Regions from separate parts of the Pan troglodytes genome. Here regions 2 and 3 are each linked to region 1. The links are chromatin contacts, called in public Hi-C maps. All regions are on one chromosome and are shown on one strand. Each heading gives the region's core, a stretch centred on a gene start, on an enhancer-like site or on the middle of the called end of the contact. The rest is flanking DNA. Distances are from core to core; before and after follow the strand shown. Region 1 overlaps MYO16 (myosin XVI). Region 2 overlaps MYO16 (myosin XVI). Region 3 has its middle 520 kb from the start of IRS2.

Evidence for each region. Hi-C and Micro-C count contacts between places; a contact is called where the count stands out from the background.
Region 2: a contact with region 1 is called in a Hi-C map of stem cell-derived neural progenitor cells, with 4 times the contacts expected there. The contact joins two enhancer-like sites. A contact is called at or near these places in 2 of 7 Hi-C or Micro-C datasets (induced pluripotent stem cells and stem cell-derived neural progenitor cells) and 1 of 1 other capture datasets (stem cell-derived neural stem cells).
Region 3: a contact with region 1 is called in a Hi-C map of stem cell-derived neural progenitor cells, with 4 times the contacts expected there. The contact joins two enhancer-like sites. A contact is called at or near these places in 1 of 7 Hi-C or Micro-C datasets (stem cell-derived neural progenitor cells) and 1 of 1 other capture datasets (stem cell-derived neural stem cells).

What each region holds. Positions count from the first base shown.
Region 1 is chr14:114,748,632-114,751,327 of NHGRI_mPanTro3-v2.0_pri, reverse strand. All of the region lies in intron 32 of MYO16 (myosin XVI), which reads right to left. Among named protein-coding and RNA genes, the nearest start is that of IRS2, 650 kb to the left of the region's middle. Within about 2 kb of position 1,342, at least 1 of the 24 cell types and tissues checked has an H3K27ac peak or open chromatin away from gene starts, as enhancers often do. A contact at or near this core is called in stem cell-derived neural progenitor cells, where this site is marked.
Region 2 is chr14:114,560,738-114,563,433 of NHGRI_mPanTro3-v2.0_pri, reverse strand. MYO16 (myosin XVI) reads right to left here. Exons shown (of 35, transcript XM_054665553.2): 17 at 1,502-1,613. Among named protein-coding and RNA genes, the nearest start is that of MYO16, 460 kb to the right of the region's middle. Within about 2 kb of position 1,358, at least 5 of the 24 cell types and tissues checked have an H3K27ac peak or open chromatin away from gene starts, as enhancers often do. A contact at or near this core is called in stem cell-derived neural progenitor cells, where this site is marked.
Region 3 is chr14:114,877,335-114,880,030 of NHGRI_mPanTro3-v2.0_pri, reverse strand. No RefSeq gene overlaps it. Among named protein-coding and RNA genes, the nearest start is that of IRS2, 520 kb to the left of the region's middle. Within about 2 kb of position 1,395, at least 7 of the 24 cell types and tissues checked have an H3K27ac peak or open chromatin away from gene starts, as enhancers often do. A contact at or near this core is called in stem cell-derived neural progenitor cells, where this site is marked.

The sequences.
Region 1 (2,696 bases), core at 93-2,592:
GAATGCTAGCCCAAGAATTATTTTGTTTATGTCGTGAAAAATGACGCCCTGGCTTCGAGAATCAGGCTTTTGTCATGAATAGCAGCTTCATGCTCGTGAAGACTGAAATGGATTGATTGGTTTGAATACTTATTAAACTGCCTTAAGAATAAATGTTTTTTTCTTCCTAAAGAACATCTATGATAAAATATTTATAAATATTTAAATATATATTATTTAAATGGTTTGACATTGGTTTTCTTTTTTCTCTTTCTTTTTTTCTTTCTCTTTTTCTCTTTCTCTTTCTTTCTTTCTCTCTTCTTTCTTTCTTTCTGGGCAGTGTATTGCTCTGTGGTCTAACCTGGAGTGTAGTGGAGCAACCACGGCCACTGTAGCCTCCACCTCCCAGGCTCAAGCGATCTGCCCACCTCAGCCTCTCTAGTAGCTGGGACCGCAGGCGCATGCCACCATGCCTGGCTATTTTATTATCATTATTTTTTTTTTGTAGAGACAAGGCCTGGTTAGCTACTTTGCCAGGGCTAGTCCTGAACACCTGGGCTCAAGCGATCCTTCCACCTCAACCTCCCAAAGGGCTTGGATTATAGGCATGAACCACCATGCCTGGCTGATTTGACATTGGGATGCACTTAAAAATGATCCAGTGCCAGAGGAGGGAAATGGGCAGGAGTAGAGATGAAATAGGATGGGCCACAGAGAAGGTTCATTAATCTACTCTTTATACTTTTGTCTATGTTTGAAATTTTCCATAAGGAAAACTTGAAAAACAATTATTTTGTAAACAAATGGCCCTATGGAATAAAAGTATATTGTAAAAAAATTGTTTATAAAATACTCTCACTCCAAACTCATAATGTTCTTATTCAGAATATTTATGTAATCAAATAAAATATTTGAAATTAATAGTGACTTCCATTTAGCTTATGTGATCCTTATTAAGTAAAAATGCCACAAGAGCTAGTTCTATCAAATAGATTTGTATGTCAAACTGCTCTTTTATAGGTAAATTTTACCTCAAACAACTATTTAATAGCCACCTACTATATGCAAAGAAATACTGTACATTACAGCTTTTTTGTTGACATCATTTTTAGTACCTGTTTATAACTTATAAGCTAAGGATGCACTGTATCAGAATGTAATAAAACTGAATTTTTAAAAAATATTTTGAGTCTGATTTTCGTTAATTTGGCCTGGCTGTCTTCCACTTTCTTCTCCAGATTTCTGAGATGTACTGCATTTTTGTCAAGACCCTGTCTTCCTGATCTTTTTCAGTGAGTAGAGAATAACATGCTCATGTGATTTCACTTTATTCTGGATAAACTCAACCAGACGCTGAGATGCCATTCAGAGCAATGGAGCACCCTAGTGGCCAAAAGGAGCCAAGGACTCTCATTCACCATTTGAATCGGGTCTCATAGTTTTTGAAACCAAGCAACTAGAAATAATTAGCATAATAACATTAGCCACATCATCACATGAGATGGAAAAAAATGTTGTGAATTAATGGGATCTTTATGTCTAGAATGGAATAGACAATTAAACATTTAGTCAATATTAATTTTAAGGGCCAAGTAGCCTAGACACTGTATCCCAGAATTATACATACCCATCATCAGTATAAAGTTCATTTGGCATTCTTGAGTTTATGGGAAAATTCTCTTCAACTAAACTCTTATGACTATTTCTCGTTGCCCCTCAGTGAACAAATATTAATTTTAAAAGACTTTTTTTTTTTCTGTCTCTTTTTCTCTTGCTGTCTGAGCAGCATTGCATAGGTAGCTAGGGGAAGAGACTCTAGAGACAGAGTTACTGCACTCAAGTCATTCTCTGTCCCGCACGAGCACAGCAGCTTTGAGCAAGTAGATTAATCTCCCTGTGCCCCAGTTTTTCCACCTGTAAAATGGAGATAAGTGGAGCAGATGCCTTATAGTGTTGTGAGAATTAGATGATTCAGACAATGCCTGGCACAGTAAGCACTACAATTCCTTGCTGCAAATATTTCTTCTCAGACTGCAGTCACATCCATCATCTGCACAATCATATCTTTCTTATATGTGTGTCCACCACTCTTAGAATCTGCATGGTTTTGTATACTTCAAACTGCATATCCAAGAATCTATAGAAAATGAACTGGTTTGGGCAACATAGAATTTGTGAAATCCTACATATAAGGCTATGGAATAGTAATGGAGTAGAATTACGCAAGAAACAACCTTGCTTCCTATACACAACTCACTGTACATTATAGCACATTTTATTTCAACCAGAAATAACTAAAGTAGTGAATTACTGAGCAGTTTAATCTCCTCGATGTCACTGTTCCAAACAGCCAAGGAGAACATTTTGAACCCTTCTGCAAAATTTGTGCAATATTTTCTCCTATGAAAATTGAACAAAAAATGAACTTTAGTTAATTTAAGAACCCTGAAGGGTAAATTAGCCACACACTGTATTATTTGGTAAGAAAGCTATTTCATGGTGAAAATAAAAATGTCTTTAAGCATAAAGAAGGTAAAGTAAAAGATTTAAAACTTGAAATAAATTCCATAAAAGTCATTGAATTCATTCAGAAGAAAATGGATTACTAACCTCAGGATCAAACTGCGTAAACTTTAATAGTCATATAACCAGCCCCAGTGTTGAGCACCAGCACTGAATGCTTTTCCTTCCATAGCTTATGTTTAACCTCTCCTACA
Region 2 (2,696 bases), core at 109-2,608, 190 kb after region 1:
ATCAAAACAAAAAAGTACCACAGCAGCAAGTGCAAAGACAGAACAGTGCCAGTGGGTAGGACTCAGTAGAGGAGAAAAACAGAGGCCGGGTAATCAGAGCCAAAAAGAATGAGATGCCATGTGATTGCAGGCTCCTCGAGTTCTAGTCTCTCAACACAGCAAGGGTGGGTGCAGCAAGGTGCCCCTGCATTCACTCATTTAGGGTGGGCCTCACTTCCTTCCCCTTCTTCCTGTGGACCTCTCCACCCTCCCCACCTACTCACTGCCCCGTCAGCCATAACGGTGTGGGCAGGGAAATAAACACAGACCCAAATCCATCCATGTATTGGCTTCAGAAAAATAAAAAGAAGAGATTTAAATCTGTGACCTAATCTGGGCTTGTGAACTAGTGGCATGTCCAAGTTATCCCTGTGATATTATATTAAATATTCTTGAGGAATTGGCCGTAAATTGACCATAATCCAAAACACCACCATGTTGAATGGAGGCAGAGATAATGCCTCTGGGAAATAGAGATTGAAGGGAATTCTGAGAGGTTTCTCTCAAGTCTTAGACCATTTCTTATGTCTTATTCACTGGCTGGGTGCTGTTTGATTCAGCAACCACTAACCACACATGGCTATGTCAATTTACATTAATTAAAATAAAGAAATATTAAACATTTATTTCTTCAGCCCACTAGCCACACTTCAAGCATCCAGGAGCCACACGTGGTGGGAAACTACCCTGTGGTACAGCACAGTGCAGGTCACTAACTTTTCCATCATCATAGATGTTTCTACGGCACGGCCATGATCTAAAAGTTTTAAAGTGTAATTTTTCAGCTTCGTAATGCTTGCAGGTACTTGGCCATTCTGTGCCATTAAATATGACAATATTAAAACATTTATATTGTTCCAGAAGATGTTTTAACAAGGTGATTATGTTAATTTTCAAGTGATTCTTAACATGAACAGTTACTTCAGGTTTACCAGTTTTTTCATGGGTTGATCAAGTATAAAGTTATTTGATCTGTTTTGGATACATATATAAAATATATATGTTGAATATTATATATATTTAAATATATTAAATTATATTTTATAAATATAATTTATAAAGTTTATGATCTATTAAAATATATTTTAAATATTTTTAAATGATATATTATAAATATATATGTAAAAATATATATAATGTATATATTATATTCATTTTGGGAAAGGGCTCCTTGTCCACCCTCTTGGAAACTGCACCCTCTCCTCTTGCCACTCTCTGCTGACTGCTCTGTTTTCTTCCTAGTTCCTTTCTCCCTCAACATGTGGATTAAGTCCTGCCCCCTGCCCCCACTAGCACGTCAGCTCTAGGAGGCAGGGATTGGGGCTTGTTGTCTGCGGAATCATCAGTGTCCTCGGCAACATCTGGAACGTCATAGGGGCTCAGTAAATGCTTTTGAATGCATAACTTTTATAAATCAGTAGAAGGTTGATTTTCTCAGTGAAATATTTAGGACATGACTCACCAAGCTGCTGAAGCCAACTACATTCAGGGCTTGTTTCAAAACAGCCAATTTCTCCCTGTTCAGAGAACGCTCCCCTGTGGATGCATCGTCCTGTATGGTCTGGTTCAAATACCTGTTAGGAGACAAGGCGCGTAACGTTATCGCCTGGCTTCCGGTCAGACTTCTGTGGTTAAAGGTCACTTCTGCCGTATTTGATCTCTAAAATGATGGGAATCACCTGGACATGGTGTCCCCACGTGTTTTCAAAGCATTTGGTGCATCACAGCACATGATATCTCAGGAAAGGAAAACATTAGTTCTTGTTGTACCAGGACATATTTACATTGCTTTACTCGGTTTTCGTCTTAGCTGCACCTTTCCTTGTGACAGGAGAAGGTCACAAGTGATTCATGTATTTTTTTTTTTTTTTTGAGATGGAGTTTCACTCTTGTCACCCAGGCTGGAGCACAGTGCACAGTCTTGGCTCACTGCAACCTCCACCTCCCAGGTTCAAGCGTTTCTCCTGCCTCAACCTCTTGAGTAGCTGGGATTACAGGTGCGTGCCACCACGCCCGGCTAATTTTTGTATTTTTAGTAGAGACGGGGTTTCACCATGTTGTTCAGGCTGGTCTCAAACTCCTGACCTTGTGATCCACCCACCTCAGCCTCCCAAAGTGCTGGGATTACAGGCGTGAGCCACCGCACCTGGCCGTGACTCATGAATTTCATACAAAAATTCAACAGGTTCTATCATATGGTTTGTAATTAATATTTGAACTAAAGATGCCTAATTTATAGTAAGTTATTATTTTTCCTTGTTGGTATTTTTCAATAATGAGATGGTTGTTTATGCCATTGATTTACTCCTTTCCCTCAACAAACATGTACGAATCACCTATCTAATACAGGCAATACCAAGCAGCTGAGAATGTGAAGGAAAAGGACTCAACAACAGCAAAATAAACTATCCAGGGGCACAGATAAGGGAGGTAGAATCAGAGAGATAGACTCTAGGTATAAGTGTGCAGGAAGGGGCTGCAACCAGAAGTAGGCAATGAGGAAACACAGTGGGGAAAAGCAGGCTATGATTCCAAGAATTTGCCAAGCAACTCCCAGGCTTTCAGGTTATCCCTGGAATAATTAGAACATGTACAAAGCAGAAAGAATTGGTCAAGCATGATGCATACAGGGAAAATATATCCATGTGTGCAAAATT
Region 3 (2,696 bases), core at 146-2,645, 130 kb before region 1:
AAAGGAGCCCTCGATTTACGCCTCTATGGCCCATTTTAGCAAGTTCAATCTTTCCATTAACCCCTGGTAACCATAATGACTTCCTAATACCAGTAAATTAACAAATACCGGGGTGCCACCAAATGCATCCCTGAAGTGCCTTTGGTGTGGTCCCCGGCCTGCTGAAACGAAGCGTGGGCCCCGCCTTTGTTCTTCCCCAGGACTTTTCTTGTGGGCTCACAGCACTTTGAATCTCAAATGAGCTGCCTAATTAATCTCCACAACTATCCTGTGAGACTTGTCCATTATCTTCACTTTGCAGATAGTAACAATTTATAGGACTTGGCTGAGGTCACAGGAAAATTAGCATCAGAGCCAGAATAAAATTCTGAGTTCCTAAACCCCTTTCCTCTTATCCTGTTCCCTAGACAACATCATTTCATCCTCTTGGTATAAAATTAGTAAGTGTGGCGGGGCCGTATTGCATCGTAATGAACTACTGTTTGGTACATGTGACCTAGAGGCTAAGGGCTTTTTTTTTTTTTTTTTTTAAATGCACAGTCTGAAAAGGTACTGAAACAATTATTTTTGGAATATGTCTTACAGAATGGCTTTTAGACGCCATGTGCCCATTCGTCTCCATGAAAGGAAGGTCATTTACACAACCCACTGAACATCTCCATGGCTCAGGTAGTCCTGTGCCAGGACCTAGAGAAGACGCTGACCCTCAGGTGTTTTCTTTTTTGCTAATAAAGTGTGGGTGAAATGTGTTGGACTTGGTGCATGCTGCAATAATTGCAAATGAGATGACCTGCACATGAATTTTCTTGGTGTGATTTTGTTTGATCTTTCTCGGTGTGGTTCTGTAATGGCAAGAGACATCTTCCTCTGCATCAGAGTATGAACCATCTTAAAAGGCATTGCACGGCTGAAGCGCAGGTCTGTATTTTTTAGAACTAGCTATTTGACAGGAAAGGGTGTAAATCTACGTTGTGTTAATTCAATTCCACAAGCATTCATTGAACACCATCTAATGACAAGCCAGTGCCAGGGGCCGTGAATGGGGCTGGAGGCAGACACATTCCCAGGGTGACTTTAGAGTGGCCTCTCCTGTGTGCTCATTTGGAAAATCAGAAGGAAGATGACGCAGGTTTGATTCTGTCCGGCTCAGATGTTCAAGAACATTGTGATCACTTCAGATAATGTTTATCTTATTTATGATGTTGCACTGACACAGACTGCTAAGGCTAAATTCCTACCCTGTCTGTTAACAAGTAAACAAGTCCTTAAGCGGATTATGGGAACTAACTAAGGAGTAATTAGAAGCATTTTGTAAAGTCACTAGAATGGAATCCCAGGGTGGACCCTTTAGGAGAGGGAGAGTTCTTTGATAATGCAAACACATTCTTTAGATTCCAGTTTCCAGTGTGGTTTCTGGGTGGCAAAGTGACAGGAGCTTGCTTTGGAGAAGTGGAGCTGGCCTTAGGAAGGCGTGTTTGACTCTATTGACAATTATCAATCAGGAGCTAGATCTGGGTAGGACAGTTAGAAACACTGACATAATTCTTACTTTGTTTTGTTGGCTTTAAGAATAAAAATTTTAACATACAGATGATTATTCTATACTTTCAGGCTTATTATCAACCTGTAGCACTCAAAAGCTTTCAATTATTGTTAAGATATTTGAGTTAAATATCAAAGTAATAGGCATTACTTACATTTAGAAAACTGCAACCAATAAGAGGCATTTCATTTGTCGTGCATTTAACTTTTGAGACATAATGAATAGTTTCCTAAAACTTTTCAAAGCTGAATGTTATGGAAGAAACATTCTCACCATAACTCTTAAAAATTGCATATCCTTACAAGTGAATACCATATCAAAATATGAGAATCATTTCAGATATTTATTAACTACTTAAAACTGACAAATGGTAAACAGAAATGTCATTTCTTTCATTAGTACAGAGAAAGCTCCCTCACTCCTCCCAAATATCTATTGTGATGAATTGGTTGATTATTTTAAACAATGTAGTTGCACAAATAGACATTAATGTGAATGATGATAGCATGTCACTTCTGAGGAATTGCATTTAGGAGGTATGTGTATGACAGCTTATGTGTAATCTTCAGGCTTGTATTTATGCCACAAGAAAATAGATTTTCTTCAATGATTCACTTCATCACAGGTGGCCTACCTACCTGAAAGACATCTTCATGCCAAAGTCGGATGACTTTCTCATGCACAACTAACCCATATTCCCATAGGAATTGAAGAAGGATATGACTAATCAGTTGAAAACAGTTCTTTCATTTGTTTAACATGTCAAACTCAGGAACAAGCCCCAAGGTTCAAGTTTTACTGAAAGACTTTTACCATAGTGCTTTTTTGACATTGAAAAGAAAAACAGAACAATAAAAATCAGAAAGTCAACAATTTTTTCAGTGAAGAGACTCACAGAGATTGAAGGTTCTCTGAAAACATTCAGGCCCATGCATCATTTTACATATGAGAAAACTGAAGTCCAGAGGTGACAAAATTTGGCAAATCTACATAGCTAAAATGAAACCAAACAGACTCGTCATCCTACTTGGTGCTGGAGGGAGGCTGCAATCTGGGGAACTTGTTATCCAGACATCCCAGCTGTAGAGTGTGCTACTACATAGATAAAGTCACTGTGGTTAGTGTCTAGCCTCAGCTTTAAAGTTCTGGAAAA